Linked DNA regions of Macaca mulatta: region 1 is linked to region 2. Evidence: chromatin contacts called from public Hi-C data. All regions are on one chromosome and are shown on one strand. Each heading gives the region's core, a stretch centred on a gene start, on an enhancer-like site or on the middle of the called end of the contact. The rest is flanking DNA. Distances are from core to core; before and after follow the strand shown.

Region 1 (6,014 bases), core at 2,052-4,551, 350 kb after region 2:
AAATTATCAGTCGCTGAGAATCAGAAGTTTGTGGCAGAACTGGGGACACATATTTTACATAGACTTTAAATTTTGAATTTTGGAAAGGAGATAGTGTTTTTAAAAGGTGGGGAAATAGCCTTAAAGAGGTAAAGAAATATGAGCCAGTAAATGGCAGAGTTGTATGTGTATTCTTTCTTTTTATTGTTTTTGGACCAAAAAGGGATTGAAATATCTCAAGGTCATGCTCCCAATTCCCTGTTCTTTTGTAGCTCAGTCTACCTGCTTGGGGAGATAGGAAACACCCGGTGATGCCTGGATCATGTATTCAAGGAATCACTCTTTCCCTAACAAACCCTACAGGAAGTCTTTAACTCAGAACTTGTTAAGGATGACTAAGCCTGTCCTGGAATGATGACTCTAGGCTACTTTCTGCTAACTGAAGGGTAAATGGCAGCCATCCAGGGAATTCTGACAGTGATCCCCAACACTAAGGGCTTCCTTCTTACTTTGCCTGGGTTCTGCTGCTATTCATGTTTGCACTTTCTTTGTTCTTGTCATGAACCAGCTCAAGTATACCTTGAAGTTGCCTCTAACCATTGATTTCTATGGATGTTTGATAAGGCAGCCATTTCATTTATTCAGAATGGGATTCTTTTGAGAATGCTATGAATAATGAAGCTGGGGCAGCAGCTGTAAGCCAGGTATGTTTTGGCCAACAAGCATGTTTGGTCACCTAATTATTAACCTTTCAAAGCACTGTATAGAGTGCAGACTGGCAGCCATCCTTGCTAATCTAGGAACAAAGGTGGGGCTGCAACTCCCTGTGTTTCTCCTCTCTGGGCTTCCATTGTGATTCCTGTGATACCTTCTTTGCCTGGCTCGGCATTCTGAGGGCCTCCAATAGGGGAAGGGCATTTAAAAATCCTTTCGATGGGATGGGGTCATCGTATATACATAGACATGGGGCCATTTCTGGAAGATCAACAACACATCTGTTTTTAGTCTGGGGTTCCCCCCGGAGGAGGAAATAAACCAGCTTCCAGAACAAGAGTAAACAGGGGTTGGCTGGGCATGGTGGCTCATGCCTGTAATCCTAGCACTTTGGGAGGCCGAGGAAGGTGGATCACTTGAGGTGAGGAGATCCAGATTAGCCCTGCTAACATGGTGAAACCCCATCTCTACTAAAAATACAAAAATTGGCCGGGCATGGTGGCACATGCCTGTAGTCCCAGCTACTAGGGAAGCTAAGGCAGGAGAATTGCTTGAATCTAGGAGTCGGTGGTTGCAATGAGCCAAAATTATGCCACTGCACTCCAGCCTAGGCAACAGAGTGAGACTCTGTCTCAAAAAAAATTTTTTTTTTAATTTTAAAAAAAGGGTAAACAGGATTAAGAGCTGAGATAGCAGCCTGGTATGGGAAGATGATGGCCTTGGAGTTGGGCAGACTGATTCCATAGTTGCCTAGTTCCTTATGGCAAATAAATCCCAATGCAGTGTGGTTTAAAATTTAAACCCTCCATATGATTTAAAGATCCTCCGTCTTCTGGGTTATAGCTTCTCAGTGGGCTCGGTTGAAGCTGAGGAAGAGAGAAAGGAGACAGGCATCTTTATCTGACTCACTGCGATGAGGTTCTCTCTTCATTGCTTGCTGCTTCTCAGATAACACCAGCTCTTCTACCCTCTTTAGCCCTTACCTGTGGTGATACAACCCTCTGTCTCCTGCTTTTGGGGGCACCTTTATCTACCAGATAGCTCTCTCAAGTACACAGCCAGCAAGATGCTTCAAGCCCAGTCATCTTGTTTCCTATTTGCATAACCCACAAGAAACTCATAGGCTTGCTACACCTGTGTGTTAGTGGCTCATTGAGCATTTGGGAGGGAATATGTTTGAGCCTCAACAAACTGAAGTGCAAGGGCCCCTGGCAGTAGCAAACTCATTCTGTTTAAGAGATAGATGGGGAAGAGTTCAAAAAGCTAGAGTCCAGCCAGCTCATACAGAAATTAAGGATTCTGGTAAGGTCTTTTTAATTCATCTTACTTGCTGGGGGATACAGTCAAAGGACTTTAAGTAGGAGCCCTGGTGGGGCCTCATCAGGACCGACTTATCCATGAAGGGACAGTGGGCACAGTGCCTGGGGCCCACAGCAGTTTTAGGCATCACACAGAAATATTTTAACTTATTTTAAAATCAGAAGAAGAAAGTGAATTTTTAAGCCTAATAAAATGTGCTAATATAATGTTAATATATTTATCTCTGTATTAACAGTCATAAAATATAGTTTTTAATATTTTCAATGGAGGAGGAGACTTATGAAGCCAAAAGTGCTTAGGGCCCACAAAAATCACAGTGCAGCCCTGAAACTCATTTATATTTTACAATATCTCTTTGGATGCTAAATAGAGAATGGATTTTAGGCAGTGGCAAGGGGAAAACTAGTAATCCAGGTAAGAAATGGCAGTGGCTTTGACTATGGAAGTAGAGGATATTGAATAGTGGTCATATCTGGAAGAGTATATATTTGAAAGTAGAGCCATCATGAATAGGTGTGGTAAAGGGGGAATCAAGAATGACTGCTTGGCTTGGGGCCTAAGCATCCAGGCAATTCCAGGTGCCATTTGCTGAGATAAGAAAGACTAAAGGAAGAGAATTAGATTCTGCTGTGGAAATGAAAACCAAGAATTCCTGTGTCAGTAGTGTTAGGTTTCAGTTGTCTAGCGGACACCCAAATGCCAATGTCAAATGAACTATAGGATCTCTGATTGTGAAGCTCAGTAGAAATATCTCAAATGTACTTGTAGATGGTATTTAAACCACAGAGAGATAATATCACCTGGGGAGAGAATGAGGCTTGAGAGGAGAAGAAGGCTGAGGACTGAGTCCCAGTCTACCAACATTTAGTAGAAGAGGAGGAGGGTTCAGTAGAAGAGGAGAAGGAAGAGGAGGAGAAGGAGGAGGAGGCAGTAAGGAAGCTGGTAAGAAGCCACCAATAAGGTTGAGGACAAAGAGGAAAATGTAGCCTCAAAGAAACCAAGAGAAAAAAGTTGGAAGCCAAGTTGAGGAAGGGGAGACAAAGGGTGGGACAAGATCAGATTGCACTTCAGGCTATGTTTAGAAATGTCCCTCTGGCTATGGTGGGAAAGATGGGGTGGAAGGCAGGAGACCAGAGAGGAGTCTGTCTAGTCCTCCAAGCCCCAGCTGTTTTCATGACAAGCAGAACTTTGCCTTGTGTATCTCTGTGCACCCACCATGCAAGCATGGGGCACTGTGCACCAGCTATGCTTATCATGCCTGTGAATGAGGGATTGATTAACTGAATCCTTCAGGGACACTTGTGACAGCTGTGCCCACAAGAAGAGCAAGAACCCAGGCATCAATGGGGTGGTGCAAACATGGGCTCAGGGAGGCCCCCTGCCATCCCCTCCTGCCTGGAATAATGTTTTCTGAGAGGCAGAAAGTGCAGGGTGACTCTTCAGTGTGGTATTTGTCTATGTGTGTATCAAGTGTGTAAAAATACTGAGTGCTCTCTTAGTCTTGATTTATCACTGCCCCTTGTCTTTGGGCTATTAAAAGGACTAAGGCCCTCTCTTCCATAAAGAGCAAGAACAGCTTTGAGAAGTGTCAAGTTCCAATCCAGTGAAGAAAGACTGAAGTGTTTGCCTTGGAGAGAATGAGGAGAGTCTCAGGAAATGAAATAAACAGACAAAGGGGCTAGAATCCGAGCAGCAGCCATGGGAACAGCAGCCGATTCTTGCCATCCAATGAGCTGTCTTCTCAGGATGGCCTTGCCTGGCTATCTTCTCTGAAGTTCAATGCTCCTCAGCCTCTTCTTCGGGCAGTTCTTATTGTCCTTCCCTGTTTTTTTTTGTCCTGCTCTGCACTTATCACTAACTCTGTTATATTTATGTATTTGTCCTCTGCCACTAGAATATAATTTCATGAGGACGGAGGTTTTTGTCTGTTGTGTCCACAATTAGTATAGTGCCTGGCATGTAGGTTCTCAATAAATAATGTTATTCAAATGGATGATTGAATGAATGATCCCAGATGGTTTATATAACCCAGAAAATGATGACTTAGGATTACTTGAGCTTGGATATTCCTTGGGTCCAAACACATCCCAGAATAAAACTCTTGTGGTGTTTTGTATGTATTCTGTTCTATTCTAGCATGTGTTACATTGCTGTTGTTATTTATGTGTCTGTCTCTCCTACTAGACTATGAGCCTTGCAAGAGCAGGGGCTGAGTTCTGTTCTTCTCTGTCTTCCTTTATCTATCCCATGGTCTAGCACAGGAATTATTTGTGAGAAAATGAGTGTCTGTCTGTCTTGACCTGTCATGACAGAGATCCTCTCCCACTTCTCACAGGCAACAAGCTAGAGTTCAGTGCTATCTATCACCTCCTCTCCAGCTCCCCTGCCACTGCCCTGATTTCACCTTGATTTTTCTCCTTTAACTATGACAGCAGATTCCAAATCGGATTCTGAGCCTCCCCGCTCACCCACACCTGCCCAAGACATGTTCTGAAGCAAAGACATGATCAGGCCCCTCCCCTATGTTTCCTATTGACTAGATGCTGGTTACTAGAGAAGTTTAGTTTTCTTAGCCTTGAATCCATGACCCATCCAATATAGTGATCAGATTTATCCCCCATTGCTTTCCAGAGTCACATAACCTGGCATCTAGCCAAGTTGCACCAAACGCATCTGTGTTTTCAACCCTCTCTCATCGTTCAAGCTCTTCTACCCTCTAGCTAGGTTGCCCTTCCTCCATCTCTTCAATTAGTCAATCAGTCAGTTATTCATTCAGCAAATGTCCTCAAGCCCACCTCGGTGCCAGTCACTGTGTTCACACTGGGGCTGCAGAGATGACTGAGATACATCCCTGTGCTCAGGGTTGTTTATGTGTCTTCTCCTTTTGAGGTCACTGTAGTCATGACTCTTGCTGTACCTCCCAGGGTGATGAGGCTCAGTAACTACTGTCTCCACAAAATATCTTGGCCTCAGTACAATGGAATTGCCACTTTGTAAATTGAATAAGTTGAGTGTTTCCCATACATTTTAATAAATCTTTGAGTTACCATCCTGCCTGATTATTACATTTCCTTTCTTGGATTTATTAATACTTGCTCCACATCCAGTTCCCTGATGGAAAATGCCATGTTTGGTAAACTACTATAGCCCCAAGCATGACTAATATCCTCTGTGGATAAGGCATTCTGGGACATAAGGACACTGTTTTTTTAAAGTGACAGGTTTTACTACTCCAGGATGATTTCCAGACCAGCTGAACACAGAGTTGGAATAGAAATGCCACCATTTTGCCTTTCTACTCTCACAGAAAAAAAAAATGTGTTCATAGAGTATAACATAATATCAGGAAGAATTCATTCAATTCCTTCATTATATCTTTACCGATCAGCCTCTTTATGCTTCGTTTTGTTCTTCAAGCTGTTTAGTGTCCCAAATTCTCTTCACTCTATTTGTCTGAGTTCTTGAAAATTGTAAAATCCTATGAAGATTCATCTGCAAAAAAATTTAACTTGAAAATCTAATTATTTATAAGACTCACTTTTGTAAAAGAATAATACATAATGATCATGTTTGAGTCTAAAAATCTGGACATTTATAGTTGTGATCAGATTTATTTACATTCTATATTTTTTCAAATGGCCTATTTTTCCTTGAAAATATAGTTTTTGAGGGGCAAGAAAGCCTTTTTTGTGATTTTTTAAATTACCTTCTAACTGAGCTTCTGTTTCCCTCATGCTTTCTATTTCATGTATAGTATGTTTTGGATCATGTTTTTCTTGACTCTGGAACTTCCTGTAACTTTTTATATGGTGTTTCTTTTAGATACTGCTTTAAAAACTTTTTCTTTTGAAATGTGTCAATCTGTCCAGAGAATTAAGTTAATGGTGTGCCTATTTTTAAACTCTTTAGATAGCTATAGTTGAAAAGACAAAAACAAAGCGAGAAATTATGTGACTACAGATAGAACTTTTCCAAATGGCTGACTGACATTTTTGAGACAA
Region 2 (6,503 bases), core at 4-2,503:
CATTCATTTATTTTTTGAGCATTAGTTATGAACCAGGCTCAGGTACTGAGGATACCATAGTAACAAAATAGACCAAGCTCATTTCTGTTTGTAAGGAAAGAAATTACTAAATGATTGCAAGTGTGATGGCTATTATAAAACCGTTGTTCATTACATACTTTTTGTTAGTTTATGTACAGAAAAGTAAGTTATCAGTATCAACTTACCTCTGCAGTGCCTCCCCGTGTACTCCATGTACCAGTAGCATTATTCCTTGTTGCCTAAACATACCATGCATGTTTATGCTTATGTACATTTCCCTGCTATTCTCCCTATCTAGAAGACCCTTTTGCAGTTCATTATTCCTTAAGACTCAGCCCAAATGATCAGCAAGACATTCCTTGCTACCCCAGGCATCCTTAACCACTCCTCCTTTTCCCATATCTACTTTTTCATCTAACCTGAATGTAACCTGAATGAAGCTGGGCTGTATCATGGTCAGGCTCAGGACTGTACTGCATTCACAAGAAACACCAAGCTGACATCCAAGAAAGTATCAACAAGCAATTTAAATAAGTATTTAAATCACTTAAAGAGAGGGCGAGGAGAAATGAATTGTATGACCCTCTCCTGAAATCTCCAAATCCCCTTTGTCCTTAATTTTCTCCAAAGTTCATTTATTATGTGGAACTCCCCATTTTCTCTGCCTCCCTGCAAATAACTCCATACTTCTTACTCTCTGCCCATAAAACCCTCTTTCATTTCAGTTCTACGGAGTCAGAATTTGTATTCGAAGAGATCTCCAGATGATGTGTATGCCATTCAAGTTTGAGATGCACTGAACTAGATGGCCTCTCTAGGTGAGGTACTAGTTTCCTGCCATTGGCTAGAGGGAGTTTTCTGCTCTTCCGAGTCTGTTTCAGGACAGCCTTTTGCCTCCCTGAAAGGAGGCGTTGCGCAAAGCATTTGCCACCAGATGGCGCCAAAGGTATTTCATCAGAGATGATCCCCCAGACACTACACTCTGGATGGGTCTTTTTCTTTTTGGATGTCAACTGTCTTCTGGGGTTATTTGCAGGTTGAATAACTGGGCCTACTCACAGAAATTCAGTGCTGGATGGAGATTGGAGATAATGGCATTTAACAGCTGTACAAATGAGGAAACTGACAGAGAAAGGTGGCTTGGCCCTGTCAGTCACCCAAAGCAGGGAGACCTGGGGGTTTCCTTCCTAGGTTTGCTTCCATCCCTTCACCATCTCTGCTGCTCGGACAGCCCTTCCTGACTATAGTTGAAGGCAGCAGGAGAGGTGTTATGGGGTTTCTCTGGGGAAGGACGGAGCAGGGTGTTAGCAGAGGCAGAGGGAAGTGAACTTAGGCAGTAGATGTCAACATTCAGCTGTACCTCTGGAAGGGGAGGGGAACTCAAAACAATGGGAAATCTGATGGGAAACAGTCACACATTACAATAAAAGGATGCAAGGTCAGCTGCCATTTATTGATCACTCTTGCTGTGGCCTTGGCTCTGTGCTGTGTGCTTACCAGCACAGCATTGGCTCAATTAATCTTCCCAACAACTCCATGAAGTAGGGACTACTGTGCTCCTATTTTTTGCCCTTAAAAGTGGAGAGTGAGGCTCAAAGGAAATAGAACTAATCAGGACAGAACTTCTGAATCCTATCACCACCAAGTCTTCAGACCCACTGCCTCCATGTCCACGTACTTGCCTTTCCCCATTACCATCGATGCCTCCCTGCTCCTAGCTAAAGCACCACTTGTCTACTGGATCCCATCATTCTTGCCTACTTTTCCTGTTATTCCCACTCCTATTGCCTGCATATTCAATTTTGCCCTCTCTACTGTATCATTCTCATCAGCATACAAATACACTGTAAAACTTCCATCTTTAAAAAGCCCTCCCTTGGCCCTATGTGTCCCACCCTATTTCTCACTCTCCTTTATAGCCAAACTCTTCTAAAGAGCTGAATATATTAACTACATCTAGTTCCTTCCTCCTTGGTCCCCATGAAACCCAGTCCAATCAAATGACTGACCCACCTCTTGTCAGGGTCCCCAAGTACCTCCAGGTGACCAAATTCAGTAATCAATTCTCAGCCTTCTTCTTTCTTGACCTCTTAGCAGCATTTGGTACTGTTGCCCATTCTTTCCTTTGGGAAACTATTTCTGCACTTGGCTTCTGGAACCCCACACTCATTGGGTACCTCACTGGCTACTTCTCCCTGCTCTCCTCCCTGGCATCCTGCTCTGAGGCCATCCTCTGAGGTAGCAAGCTGTTCTAACTACAGGTTAGAACTCAAGAGGAGAAACAGTGGTTCTTAAGCTCCAAATTACAAAGTTTGGCAAATAAAGTTATCTGCATTTTTGGGGTGCTCTTGGGCTATGCACTAGGGATTTAAAACTGGAGAGGAAGCTACTTAGCTGTTTCAAGGTAAGCACTTTGAGAAGCCCATGGGTCCAGGGATATGCTGGAACATGGCTTGTGCCCATAAATGCCATGGGCAGCTGAAAGTGTGACTGGTTGTTCCTATTCATGATGAAAGAAAAAGTTTTCTTTTCAGAGGGAGCTTTCTATAATTACATTTTCTGCCAACTGAGTACTTGAGGTTGTAGGTTCAGGAAATAGCACAAAAGGACATGCTGAAAATGTAGTTTCTGCTTTTAATAGTCAGATTTGACAACGTTAAAGGAGTTTCCATGCTGAACAACATATTATTGGAGGAAAGAATTTACTCTTTATCAGATAAGGGAAGACTTCTGACCCAGGCAGCAAGAAGGATAGAGTTAGGCTCTGTCAGGGTCTGGCCACGGTGGCTTTGGAGGTCTGGGTTCCTATTGGGACAGAACAACCTCTGCTATGAGGCCACACCTGCTTCCACGATCCATAAGAATTACATTTCTACGGTAGCTACTGCCATTCATTTATTCATTAGTATGTGCTGAGTGTTTGTTCTGGGCCTTCTCTGGACTAGGCTTTGAATAAATAAAGACAAATAAAAGTCTTGTTCTCAAATAAAACTCTCAAGGAGTTGCCAGCACAAGTGTTCCAAAAATTCAGGTTCCCCTTTATTGGACACCAAGCAAAGGCCTTCTAGACTACTTCTCTGCAATTTCTGTGTCATAAGGGAATTTTCTGGAGCTCCTGGACTCTCTAGAGGGCAGTTCCCTGGCCCATGGAGAAGGTAGGGTTAGGCGTATTTTGCCACAATTTGGAAGGAACCCGAAGGAATAATGATCATCTTCTTGACTTCTCTGAAGTTTTGACTGTTGCAGCAGCTAACAGGGGAGGTCTCGGAGGAGCCAGATACACGAGATCCACATGAATTTCAGGACTAGGGACAGCCCTGGAAGTGAAGAACAGCCTCAGAACACAGGACTTAGTGAAAAGGAAGGCTTTGGGAACAGGGGAGAGAAAAGGTTAAAGAGACCAGGAGAAGTTTCACTGCAGGGGGAGAAATCAAGGAAAGGCCTGGAACTGCTACTCAGTGTGTGTAGTGGTGGTGGTGGGTGACAGAGAGGGCAGGTGACCCCCGACAGCTGGAAATAATCCCTGGCATCTTGTAAACAAGACAAATGAACTGCACGAAGTCTTCAGAGATGAGCCATTCCTGCCTGTCTGCCTCTTCCTTATTGTGGCATCTGAAGCCTACGCAAAGTCCCCCACACCTTCCCGCTCCAACAAGGTCATCATCTTCCAGGGATGTATTTTGCATTTCTTGGCTAAGAGCCCCACTCCTCTCCCTGGGGAACTTTGAAGCATTCTGTAAAGTGGGTGACCACCATCCAGTGTCACTCCCAGATCCTGGGGAAGAGTGGGATCATTTAGAGTCTGTGGCTTAGCGCTGGGTGCATTATCCTGGGGAAAGTGAAATGAGCCTTTAGGGACAAACAGAAAGTAGTGAAGAACAGAAAGAGAATTCTAGGCAGAGGGACCAGCACATTCAAAATCATGGAGTTGGCAGAAAACTCACAGAAGAGTGACTAATACAATGGGCTGGAATAATAGGGTATATGGGGAAAAGGGGAGAAAAGTGAGGTGGCCTCTCTTCTCCCCAGAGTTCCCCAGTCCTGTGCTCACATGTGGCCCTCTCCTCACCTCCACCAAATTCTCTGCCTTAAGTCTCCTCTTTCCTTCTTCCCTCCCATATCTATGTGTCAGGAGCCTACTAAGCATCAGAGATTTTAGTAATAGGTACCATGAACTGAGTACTGCTACGTGCCTGTCCCTACCTATACATCACTGCAATCCTTACAACAATTCAGTGCCATAAATGGGTGCTGGAAATACTTATCAAGGAATTGGCATATACTACAACCAACCATAACAGATGCTGGCCTTATAAAAGCACCCTGACCATTCTGGTGGTACTAGCTGATGAGCAGTTATGGCTGTTAAAACTGTTAAGTCCATTTTACAGATAAGGAAAGGAAGGTACTGAGAATTTCAGCCACTTGGCCAAAGCCACAAAATAGGAAAATGGGGATTCAGACCTAGGCTTGTCTTGGTGCAATGCCTGATTGTTAAGCATTGGGCTCACAGGGGGTGCTACTAGCCTAACATAACACACAGGAACCTTGATGTGCTGTCTGGCCTGGAGATTTAGCAGGATTGGTGGGCAAGGCAGGTCCAGTGAAGGCTGGCCAGGTGGAGGATGCTGCAGAGCTAATGAGCCAGTGGGGCTTTCCTGGCTCCAGCCATGCTGTGTGGTCAGCTTGCACGTGGAGGCCAGAGACCCACAGAAACTGGGCCAGCAGCACCCTGGACCTGGCCCTTTGTGTGGCTCTTCTTCCTTCCCTTGTCCCCAGTGTGAGCATTCCCACTTCCTTTCCCCTTCTAGGTCTTTCTTTCCTCCCTAAGAGCAGAGATGCTTCTCTGGTCCCAGCTGAAACAACAAAAGTCACCTGAGCCTCTGCCTTTTCCAAAATTCCTGAGAGGCTGCCAGCAACAAGTCAGTGCATTGGCGGCTCTGATCACCAAGGACCAGCCTGGGCCTGGGCCGAGGCTTTATGTGGGTCTGAGCTGGGGCGGGAGGCAAAGATGATCAGAAGCCCTGGCGATCTCTCTTTCCTTCAAGTGCTGGGGCTCCAGAGGCCCAGCCCTGTGGGGTCAGTGATTCTGAGCACATGGTACAGTGGGACTGGTTGGGAGACAGTCAAATAATGTGCCCTGGGCTCCTGATCTGCACCAGGCGTGGCCCTGCCCTCTGGGAGGTCAGTAGAGTGGAGCTTTCGAGGATTTAATTCTATCTATCCACTGAGGATGTAAGGCTAGGCTGGTGTCAGAGTAGGTAGCATGACCCTAGTCTCATTTTCATGTGGGTCGCTCGGTTCCAGCCCCCTCCATGTGTGGTTCCCAAGAAGATTCTGATAATCTGTCTCCAGCTCCCACGTGCGGTGTGATTTGGTTTCTGTTTACAACTGTGATTCTGCATTGCTTCCTCCTCCCTCCCACACTCCCTCTCGCCCCTTCACTCCCAACTTTCTGTGGTTCTGTGCATGGAGGTGCTCCTCTCCCATTATGAGCATGGCCTGTAGTCTTAAGTGGCATTGCTCCTTACTTTGTATTTGGAGATAAAGGGGGACAATTCCAGCATGGGCTGTATCTTCCGTGTTGGCTCATTAGTACTGGAATTCCTTACTAGTCTTCTCATTGTCCATTTAACAATGAGAACACACATTACAGGCTTCTGGTCTGGACTCATCCCTAACCAGCTTGGGACCGTGGGCCTCATCTTCAGGTCTGCATTCTGTAGGAGTTAGAGGAAGGAATGGGAACGATGGGGAGGACAGGATGAGAGCAGCAGGATGCCAGGGAGCAGCAACACCCGCACTGTTCCAGCAGGGTCTGGAATTTCATCCTTAACGAGAAGATACCCTCGACCACCTCACACGTGCAGGAGCAACAGGCAGCCTGATGCCATGGAGAGAGTGGAGAATTCCAAGTCAGACATAATGGGGTTCCAGTTCCAGCTTTGTGTCTGTCTGACTGTGTGGCCGTGAGCAACCTTTAACCCCCAGGCTTCAGTTTCCTCATTAGTGACATGGGACAGCTGTGTTTGTCCCCCAGTGAGGGAGGGGGAGATGTTGCCAGGCACTTGTAAGATAGTGAGGATGAAAAGCACTTTCAACCTAAAGTTCTATGTGCATGCAAAATGTTACTTGGTACAGTTTGGGTCCCCTGGACGCAGATTCTGAGATATACTGGAGTGTTCAGGATGTTTTTAGGAATTGCCCTTGTGGGAAGGAAGGGAAGGAAGCAGAATGGGTTGAGGGGAAGTTGAGCTGGGATGCAGGCCCCAAAGCCTCAGTCAACTCCATGGGGAGCTTGAGTTGTCCTGCACTGGGCTAAAATAGTTAAGCCTTTATATTCCCTCATCACTGGTGAGGCCAGCTCCTGGTGGGGTGGCGAGGTGGCTCTCTCTCTCTGAGGCTCTGCAGATTGTGCTGACAGCCTGCTGTCAGATGGGCAACAAGTCTTTCCTTGAAGGAGGATCTGGGTGGTGCATGCC

Evidence for each region. Hi-C and Micro-C count contacts between places; a contact is called where the count stands out from the background.
Region 1: a Hi-C map of fetal cortical plate shows a contact between it and region 2, with 4 times the contacts expected there. The contact joins two enhancer-like sites. A contact is called at or near these places in 7 of 14 Hi-C or Micro-C datasets (blood, cortical neurons, fetal cortex germinal zone and 4 more).

Annotation. Positions count from the first base shown.
Region 1 is chr14:87,394,305-87,400,318 of T2T-MMU8v2.0, forward strand. No RefSeq gene overlaps it. Among named protein-coding and RNA genes, the nearest start is that of PRSS23, 14 kb to the left of the region's middle. Within about 2 kb of position 3,302, at least 2 of the 40 cell types and tissues checked have an H3K27ac peak or open chromatin away from gene starts, as enhancers often do.
Region 2 is chr14:87,048,963-87,055,465 of T2T-MMU8v2.0, forward strand. All of the region lies in intron 8 of ME3 (malic enzyme 3), which reads right to left. Among named protein-coding and RNA genes, the nearest start is that of CCDC81, 82 kb to the left of the region's middle. Within about 2 kb of position 1,254, at least 6 of the 40 cell types and tissues checked have an H3K27ac peak or open chromatin away from gene starts, as enhancers often do.